Linked DNA regions of Mus musculus: regions 2 and 3 are each linked to region 1. Evidence: chromatin contacts called from public Hi-C and HiChIP or PLAC-seq data. All regions are on one chromosome and are shown on one strand. Each heading gives the region's core, a stretch centred on a gene start, on an enhancer-like site or on the middle of the called end of the contact. The rest is flanking DNA. Distances are from core to core; before and after follow the strand shown. Region 1 overlaps Rfc1 (replication factor C (activator 1) 1). Region 2 holds the start of Fam114a1 (family with sequence similarity 114, member A1). Region 3 overlaps Fam114a1 (family with sequence similarity 114, member A1).

Region 1 (3,074 bases), core at 392-2,891:
GGAAGAGCTGCTGCTGCTGTTCCTCCTCCTCCTCGTCTCCTCCTCCTCTTCTTCTTCTTCTTTCTTCTTTCTTCTTTCTTCTTCTTCTTCTTCTTTCTTCTTTCTTCTTTCTTCTTTCTTCTTTCTTCTTTCTTCCTTCTTCCTTCTTCCTTCTTCCTTCTTCCTTCCTTCTTCTTCCTTCTTCTTCCTTCTTCTTCCTTCTTCTTCCTTCTTCTTCCTTCTTCTTCTTCCTTCTTCCTTCTTTCTTCTTTCTTCTTTCTTCTTTCTTCTTTCTTCTTTCTTCTTTCTTCTTTCTTCTTTCTTCTTTCTTCTTTCTTCTTCCTTCTTCCTTCTTCCTTCTTCCTTCTTCCTTCTTCCTTCTTCCTTCTTCTTTCTTCTTCCTTCTTCTTCTTCTTCTTCTTCTTCTTCTTTCTTTTCTTCTTCTTCTTCTTTCTTCTTTCTTCTTCTTCTTTCTTTTCTTCTTCTTCTTTCTTTTCTTCTTCTTCTTTCTTTTCTTCTTCTTCTTTCTTCTTTCTTCTTCTTCTTTCTTCTTCTTCTTCTTCTTCTTCTTCTTCTTCTTCTTCTTCTTCTTTTTTCTTCTTCTTCTTCTTTCTTCTTCTTCTTTTCTTTCTTCTCAGGGTTTTTGTGTGTAGTCCTTGTTGTCCTGGAACTTGCTCTGTAGACTAGACTAGCCTGGAACTGCCTCTGTCCCCCACATGGTGGGATCAAAGATGTTTAACTTGCTCTGTAGACTAGACTAGCCTTGAACTGCCTCTGTCCTCCACATGGTGGGATCAAAGATGTTGATGTAACCACCACCCAGGAGTAGCTAGTCCTCTTAACTGTTGAGTCATCTCTCCAGCCCTTGAGCTAATTTTTGGAAACATTTAATAGACTGATGTATTTCTTACATTGGGGATAGATTAGTGTTTTTAATGCTTTTGTACTGTTGCTATGCTTAGATACATTGTACAATATTTAAGAGGTTCCTTTAACATGGCTACCTTTGTGACAGTTTGGTTCCATGGGAGGGTTAAGGGAAACAGTTTAGTAACTGGGCTGTGTGACCGAAGGTGGTGTGATGAAGCTTTCCAGCACCCTGGAAATGTCATTGCAGATAGAGTGGCCTTTAACTGTGGACCAGGCTGTCTTTATCTTGGGATTTAGGTACACCAAGGCTCACTTAAGGCTCTGATTACAGATTCTCTAGTCACTAGGATAGTTTTTAGTGTAGTCTTCTGAAGAGACGCCAGTATCTCATGTGAGACTTTTATGACCACTGACAGTCTCCTCTCCCTCCTCCACTAGACACTCCTCATCCGTTATAGTCTCCTCTCCCCTTCTTCTGTTTTCTTTTTTTTTTTTTTTTTTTTTAATATAGCCCTGGCTGGCCTTGAACTCACAGGTATCCTCCTACCTCAGCCTCCAAGTGCTGGGATTACAGGAGTGTGCTCCTGCATCTGACTCTTTGCTTGTTCCATTCCGCCCATGGCACGTGTATGTAAAAGGAGCATTGTCCTTGTCTTAGCTAAAAATTTGGGGGGACAGTGTACCCATTGTGGTAGTTACATTTCTGTTGCAGTGATACAGTACTAACAATTTAAGGGAGAAAGGGTTTATTTTAGTTCCTAGTTTGGGGTGACACCATGAGGAAGTTGTGGCAACAGGAACTTGCAGATATTGGTCACGTTGTAGTCACAGTCAGGAACCAGAGAGGAATGACTGTCTGTGCCTTCCTCACTTTCTCCTCACTGTCCACTCTAAGATCATAGCCCCAGATTAGTCTTGCCCATAGTGGGTCTTCCACCCCACTCAGTCTGTGGAAGACACTTGTCACAGTGGCACACTCAAAGGCCTGTCTTGACACCGTGGGTTTCTAGGTCTCATCAGGGTGACAGATTAGTTATCGTACTCTACTATGATGTTTAGTATTATATTTTCCCATGTGATTTTAAAATCTTATTTTTTATTCCATTTTATGTGCTTTGCCTTCTTGTGTGTTTTTGCACCATGTATGAGCCTGGTGCCAGAAGAGGGTGTCAGATCCCTTGGGACTCCTGGAGTTTCAGACGGTTGTGAGCTCCCATGTGGAGGCTGGGATTGAACCTGGGTTCTCTGTAAGAGCAGTATAGCTCTTAATTGCTGAGCTATCTCTCTCCAGCCCCATAAAATTGAAATGTAGAAAGTAGTGATGTTGTATGTTGAAGACAGACTATCATGTAGCGTAGTCTGTGGGTTTCCTATGTAGCCGTGGGTGATCTTGATTCTGATCCTCTGCTTTCCGCTTTCCCGTGCTGAGATTGCAGGCGTGCAGCACTGTGTCCTGTTCACTTGGTTTTGGGTTGAAACCATTGCTGCTGGGCATGGTGCCACAAGCCTTGAATTCAAGCACGTGGGAAGTAAGAGGCAGGTGGATCTCTGTGAGACTACATAGTGACGGTGATGGTTTGTATATGCTTGGCCCAGGGTGTGGCATCATTAGGAGGTGTGCCCTTGTTGGAGTAGGATGTCATTGTGGGTATGGGCTTTAAGACTATTGTCCTAGCTGCCTGGGAGCCAGCCATCTCATAGCAGCCTTTAGATAAAGAGACAGAACTCTCAGCTCCTCCGGCACCATGCCTGCCTGGACACTGCCATGCTCCTGCCTTGATGATAATGGACCGAACCTCTTAACCTGTAAACCAGCCCGAATTAAATGTTGTCTAAGAAGTGCTGTGGTCATGGTGTCTGCTCACAGCAGTGAAACCCTCACTAAGACAGTGAGTTCCAGGCCAGTTAGGGCTATAGTGATGCCCTGTCTGAAAAAGAACAAAACTAAAAACAGAACAAATCCCCAAAATTTGATTTGTTTTGACGATTTTGTTTTAGATGCTAGGAATGAAACCTAGGGCTTTGAGCATGCTAGACTAGCACTCTGTCTCTGAGTTACAGAACCCAGTCTTTTCTTTCCAAAAAAAAAAAAAAAGATTTATTTATTTGTTTTATGTATATGAGTACACTATAGCTGTACAGATGGTTGTGAGCCTTCATGTGGTTGTTGGGAATTGAATTTAGGACCTCTGCTTATTCCAGTCACCCCTATTTGCTCAGTCCCT
Region 2 (3,074 bases), core at 299-2,798, 340 kb after region 1:
CTGGCTGCCTGTACTGATGCTTTGTCTTCTGGTCAGGCCAATTTCGGTTTCCATGACTACCCAGCATCTTAGTGTCATCCTTAACTTTGAAGTTGATCTTTGTCTACTCCATATCCTCCTAAAAATTTAACTGCTCCTGTTTCTCTTCTTCTGAGACTTCCACAGACTTCTCTAATGCCTTTGGAAGACTCGTCTATGTCACCCTTCAAGCCTGTGAACCACGAGCCCTTGCTTCGTTCTGACCCACAAATATTTACTCAACTGATATATACTGTGTTTGATATTGATTTGAACGAAAAACGATGTCTCACATAAGCCTGCTCTGATGAAAGAAATAACTACTTACACTTCTGAATCCCCAAGATTCAGGAAGCCCCCCACCCCCTAACACCCCGCCCCCCACCCCCCACCCCCCGTCCCCAAATTCCTTCTACACTGGCTAACTTGTGCTTCAAATCCCACCCTTGGAGTTTCATTCCATCGCTGGCAGCTTTCAATGTAAGAAGTTTAATCAGAACATTTCAGGATTGATAGAGGAAATGGAGGAGAGAGTCTAGGATATGGGCTGGGGAGGAAAGAACTCTAGGAAGCCAGGTGAGCTAAGAGAGGCTTCTCGGAATGACCTTGTTTCTCTTGTTCTGGTGTCCCAGGGAGGAGTTCAAGGACTGCTGATTTAAAAAGCCATCAGCTTCTATCAAGAGGTTCAGGGGTGGACACTGATGGTATGGCCCAGAGAGTGCTCCCATAGTCTGCCGAAAGTCCTCCTTCTTTAAGAAAAGCCAGTGAAATCCAAGTGGGGACTGACTGACAGCTGGGAAATACTCACCAGATTCCTCGGAGAAGACAAGCTGGCTGGGTAAAGGGGCTGCCTTTGGGGTGGGGAAGAGGGGGCCCAAGAGGGTCCTGGGAATGCAAACGGTGCTAGCTTAAGGTGTTTCAGGGGGGCAGGAGCGCAGGCATGCTGGGTGTGGGGCATGCCAGGGAAAGATGATGGATCAGGATGGAGGTCAAGGCCTGTGCTCGGTTTTCCCAGGGGGAGGACAAGCTCACCCTAGGAATGGAGGTCTTTGACTAGCAAGAACTGGATCCCTCAGAGCGTCGCGCTGGGAGGACCCTACAGCCCACCCCAGACTTGGGACACTTGGGGAAACTTTCCAGACTGGCTTGTGCCTAGCCTCTGGCAGCGGACTCCACGGAGCTCCAGGCCGGACGAGGGTGCAGACCGGGCGTGCGGGCGTGTGGGTGTGTGCATGAGCGTGGACTTGGAGCGACACACACTCACACACACACACTCACACGCCCGCACCCACGCAGGGCCCTCGGCCGCGTCTCCCCCGACCTTCGTGCCCAAGCAAGTTGCTTTCTCGGGACGGTTCCCCGCCGGTGATTTCTCACACCCTACAGCGGACAAGGGTCGCGGCGCGCTGGTCCCCTCCCGCCCGGGAAGGGGATGGGGAGAGGGCGCCCCGGGCTCTTACCGCTTGGCCGGCCGAGTGCGCGCGGGAGTCCCGGGTCCCGCCCCGCCACGTCGGCAGGACCGGCGGGGACGCGGCCGCAGGGGAGGGACCGGCCAAGCTGCCCCGCCCCGGGCCGCCCTCCTCTGCCTCTGCCCGGCCCCACTGCACCCTGACCTGCTGCGAACTCCGAACTCCGCCGTCCCAGATCGGTGGTCGGGGCAGAGCGCGGGGTCCCCTGCCTTCCATTACGAAGCACTGGGGAAGCCCTGCAGGTTGTAAGGAGTCCCCTAGCCTCACCGTGGGATTTCCCGGTTCTAAATTAGGTGGAATTCTCTGACCACGTCAGCGATGGGAGTGGGATGTGATTAGAAACAAAAGTAAAAAGACTCAAAGGAGCCATGCTTTCTAGAAGGCCAGCTTGGAAATGTGGATCAAAGCCCAAATTCATTCTCTTTGGCCTGGGCATTGCACATCTGCGTTTGGCGTGGAAAATGTATTTGTCCAAAGCAAACAAAATCTCCCCTCCCCTCCCCTCCCCTCCCTGATGGCAGCAGGGGGTAGGGTAGGGTGGGGCGGAATGGGATGGGGTTTGCACCACGTAGTTTCTCCGTGTCGCCCTGGCTGTCCTAGATCTCACTCTGTAGACCAGGCTGGCCTTGTACTCAGACCTCTGCCAGCCTCTGCCTAGGATTAAAGGTATGCGTCTCCAAGGTTTGACTGGTCACCATTTCTCATGCGCGCCCCCTTTCTGGTTTTCTCTTTGTAAGCTGCTCTCTCTTTTTAGGCAGCTTCCGTTTGTGTGTGTTTCTTTCCTTTGAGGAGTTGCTTGTGCATTTCTGTGCAGTTGCAAACAATAAACACCTGTTAGAATAGAACTTTGTGTGCTTGGGGGGACTTTTCACCACCCTGGAGTTCTTAATTTTAAGTAGTCAGTTGTTGGTGTAACTTATATGCTTGAGCCAGGGAGTGGCACTATTAGGAGGTGTGGCCTTGTTGTAGTGGGAGTGGCCTTGGAGTAGGTGTGTCACTGTGGGCATGGACTTAAGACCCTCATCCTATGGACTGCCTGAAAGGCACTGCTCTGCTAGCAGCTTTCAGATGAAGACTTAGAACTCTCAGCTCCTCCTGCACCATGCCTGCCTGGATGCTGCCATGCTCTCGCCTTGATGATGATGGACTGAACCTCTGAACCTATAAGCCAGTTCCAATTAAATGTTGTCCTTATAAGAGTTGACACGGTCATGGTGTCTGCTCACAGCAGTGAAACCCTAAGACAGTTGACTTCTGCTAGTTTGTTGCTCTTTTCTTTTTTCTTTTTAGGAAGATGAGAAAAAATGTTCAGAGTGGGAGGGGCTCTGAGTGGGGCCATTCAAGACTGATAGTTTTGGATCTCTAAGCTAGTTCAGGTATTTGCATTTGCTTCCATTACTTCGTTTATTTGTTTCCCTCTGATAGTGAGACCACTCAACGGGGCTGTAAGTCGTGCCTGGTCCACCCTGTTATCAGTACTGAGTGTTCTGAGCCCTTAGACCCTGGTTCTCACTGGTTGCTGACAGGCTGGTTGCTTACTATTGTATGTCGCTTCTAAAGCTTCTGAAGAGCACCTTGGCGCGTGTG
Region 3 (3,074 bases), core at 327-2,826, 310 kb after region 1:
GTTTGAGTCTAGCCTAGTCTGCATAAGATTCTAGGTCAGTGTGGGCTACTTAGCAAGATCGTGTCTCTAAACAAAACAAAGCCCTCCAAACAAACAAATAAAAAAATAACACTACAGTTCCTCAAACGTACACCATGAAAGGTCTTGAGCTGACAGCTCTAAATCAAAGGGTCACTCAGTGGGGAAATTGGGAAGGAGTAGCAGTCCAAAGTAGGCTGAAGGTCACGGACTCCATCAGACTAATAGCACCTGTATTTCCAAGAAGGGACAGTCTTTATTTCCAAGACACTGGCACAGTTGGGATTCGGTAAGGAGTACAGAGCAGACCTTCCCACTCATTGGGTAAAAACCAACCCTTGACTTGATAGAAAAGAGTCTTCTATTTCATCCACAGACAGCTTGACACCCTGCACTAAGATGGGGTAAGCCTTTCTTAGACAGGAGGAAGGGATCAAAGCACTGGTAGACCACTGCGGTCCTCATGGCTACTGGAGTTCTAGAAGGAAAAACAGCCTGTGCCCCCTCCATCTGGGTGCCTGCTACCTGCCGTGGCATGTAAGGAGAAAGGAAGCACGCATCCTGGGACCCTGGGTTGTTCAAACACGAGGCAGTGGTAACCAAGTCAAAGGAAGACACCAGAGTCAACTAGAACCAGTCAGAATTACAAAACACTGTTCAAATGACTGTTCATCCATCTCTTGAGTTAGAGGAAGACACAGATGAGACTCATACATACTCAAAAGAGTAGTATTTTGGATCTGATATCAATGCATAGAACCCTGTGGAAATCTAGGTGTGGTGGCATGAGTTTGTAGCCTCAGAGCTGGGGACATAGAGACAGATACATCCCTGGGGCTTGACATCCAGCCGTTGTAACTGAATCAGTAAATTTCAGGCCAAGTGAGCCATGCTGTTTCAAAAGGCAAGGCAGACACAATCCTGAGGAATACCCTTTGACTTTCGAGGTTAGCCTTTGGCCTCTGCACATACTCACACATGCACCCCCACATACACACAGAAGGCCGATTTCTCAGTTCTAACCTGATTTATCAAAGCAACACAGGCAATGGTATTTACTGGCTTCTTCCAACGAAAGCTATTTGTCATCATATATTACCTACAAACCCTGAAAACTTAGGAAACATGATTTACAGCTTTAATTACAATAGAAATATGTGCCTACACTCATGCAGATAATTAAACACAGCTCAAACTCATTACTGAGTTACTCGGAAAAAAAAAAAAAAACAAACTGCTAAGCCGAAGACTTAATTATAAGCTTTCAATCTGACTCGAATTAATTCTTTCTAGCCTCCAAAGAATTCCAAACATTTCAATGGAATCTCATCGAAATTTCAGCAAACACTTAAGTCGTTGGCTTCATATTCTTCAAGGTAGTTTAAAAACAACAACAACAACATCCACACAGACTTTCCAAAAGGAGACTGCAGAATTCTCCACGCATAATTCACAGCTATAGATTTCTGAGAGCCAAAGTCAGGGAATAAGTGATCTCTGGAGGCACAGCTTGCTCAGCTCTGGGGCTCAGCGGCGCTCACACTCATTATTAGCTCTTTAATCTTCCGGGGCCTTACATCCCCCTCTTTGACTTCCTCCACAGTAGGTTAGTCTTGTCTGTTTCTCTGTTGGGAGAGCTGCTTCTCATCTTGGCCAGTCTGTAGTCCCAGCACTTGGAAAGCAGAGGAAGGTAAGAGACTAGCCTCAGCTACCTAACAAGTCCAAGGCTTGCCTGGGCTACATGAGATACCGTCTCAAACAAAACAGCAAAGGGAAAAAAAGAACAAGCCTCCCACATGACCACAGACAAGTGTGCATAAACTGTCTCCAGAACTACCCCTTTGTTTTCGGAATGGAAGACAGTTTTCATGTGCATGCAGCTAAGATGTGTTTAAGCCGGCATTTCACCATGGTGCTATCTGTTCTCTGATTAACAATTCTAAGTTTTTTTGTAAGTAAAAGAAAGTACTTTCTGAATTTTCCTAGAAATTCAAATTTAAGCGTTATATTTACCTAAATATTGTGATTTTTTTTTAAATAGGTAGAGACTGCCACACCCTACTTAGCTGAGCCACTTCCAAAGCTTGACTTAGTGTGACATCTAGTGCCCAGATAAGGAAATCATAACAGAGCCACTGGGACTTTTATTTTTGACTAATGACTCCATTTCCAGAGGTTTCTACTAACAAGAAAAAGACAACAAATGTGTGTGACACTACTTGGTGTCGTTTGTGAAATAACTTCACACCACCACAAACCCTAAATATTCTAAAACATGGAAGGCTCCGGAATCCCAAGGCTCTGAGGCTGGGACTGGGTCTGGTTTTCAGGCTGCAGTAGGTGAGTGCTGGAAAGCCAAACCAGAAAACAAAACAAAACAAAACAAAACAAAAAAAAACACAAACAAACAAACAAACAAACAAAAAAAAACCCAGCAAACCCAAATCAAGACAAGAGGGCAAGAATGTCCCAAGAATGTTGCAGGACAGTGTCCTCTAAAAACATTCCATGGCCATCTGGCTTTTTAATTACCTGTGCTTACACGCTAAATGAAAGCAATCTAGACTGAAATCCGCCAAGGACATTGGTCCCACAATTTCTTAGCTGTGTGATGTTAACTTAGTTACCTAATTTGTCCGCGTGTCTCTGCTTCTGTGCTTTTTCTGCCATGAGAATTATAATATCGACCTTCCAAAATCTCTCCTCTATACCTTTAGGACATCCCAGACACTGTATTAAAGTGTCTACTTTTCTTAATAACACTGTGCTAAGAGATGTGTAATACCCCTTCCATAACTGAGAAAACTGAGGTCAATCAAAAGAACGTTATCTGCCAAAGGTCCCAAAGTTGGTAAGCGGGAAGCAGGATTTAAATCCAGTCCATCTGATGCCAGAACCAACATGTATAATCCCTTTGACATACTGAGGAAGTTTTATAGTTGAGAATGCCTTCTAACCTTGAAGGTCAGATCCTTGGTCAGGCTCTTCTTTAGAACACTTTGACTTATGCTAACCTGAACTTGAGTTGCCTCACCTTGACCACACAGCAAGGTGAA

What was found. Hi-C and Micro-C count contacts between places; a contact is called where the count stands out from the background. HiChIP or PLAC-seq counts read pairs in DNA pulled down with a chosen protein or histone mark.
Region 2: an H3K4me3 HiChIP or PLAC-seq map of bone marrow-derived macrophages shows a contact between it and region 1, with 2.7 times the contacts expected there. The contact joins the promoter of Fam114a1 here to the enhancer-like site in region 1. A contact is called at or near these places in 4 of 39 promoter capture datasets (embryonic stem cells, hippocampal neurons, liver and 1 more), 4 of 115 datasets of contacts at active chromatin or transcription factors (bone marrow-derived macrophages, embryonic basal ganglia and embryonic stem cells) and 1 of 9 other capture datasets (embryonic stem cells).
Region 3: a Hi-C map of bone marrow-derived macrophages shows a contact between it and region 1, with 19 read pairs. The contact joins two enhancer-like sites. A contact is called at or near these places in 1 of 15 datasets of contacts at CTCF or cohesin (large pre-B cells), 3 of 484 Hi-C or Micro-C datasets (bone marrow-derived macrophages, nephron progenitors and pre-hematopoietic stem cells), 4 of 115 datasets of contacts at active chromatin or transcription factors (T-cell acute lymphoblastic leukemia and embryonic stem cells) and 2 of 9 other capture datasets (bone marrow-derived macrophages and embryonic stem cells).

Annotation. Positions count from the first base shown.
Region 1 is chr5:65,307,663-65,310,736 of GRCm38.p6, reverse strand. All of the region lies in intron 4 of Rfc1 (replication factor C (activator 1) 1), which reads left to right. Among named protein-coding and RNA genes, the nearest start is that of Rfc1, 26 kb to the left of the region's middle. Within about 2 kb of position 1,641, at least 35 of the 459 cell types and tissues checked have an H3K27ac peak or open chromatin away from gene starts, as enhancers often do. A contact at or near this core is called in bone marrow-derived macrophages, where this site is marked.
Region 2 is chr5:64,968,549-64,971,622 of GRCm38.p6, reverse strand. Fam114a1 (family with sequence similarity 114, member A1) reads right to left here and starts at 1,548. Exons shown (of 14, transcript NM_026667.3): 1 at 1,479-1,548. Mir574 (microRNA 574) reads right to left here and starts at 1,305; the gene lies at 1,228-1,305. It also overlaps a transcript of Tlr6 not described here.
Region 3 is chr5:65,002,188-65,005,261 of GRCm38.p6, reverse strand. The region is part of intron 3 of Fam114a1 (family with sequence similarity 114, member A1); the gene reads right to left. The region is part of intron 2 of Gm32374 (a long non-coding RNA gene); the gene reads left to right. Among named protein-coding and RNA genes, the nearest start is that of Gm32374, 16 kb to the left of the region's middle. Within about 2 kb of position 1,576, at least 37 of the 459 cell types and tissues checked have an H3K27ac peak or open chromatin away from gene starts, as enhancers often do. A contact at or near this core is called in bone marrow-derived macrophages, where this site is marked.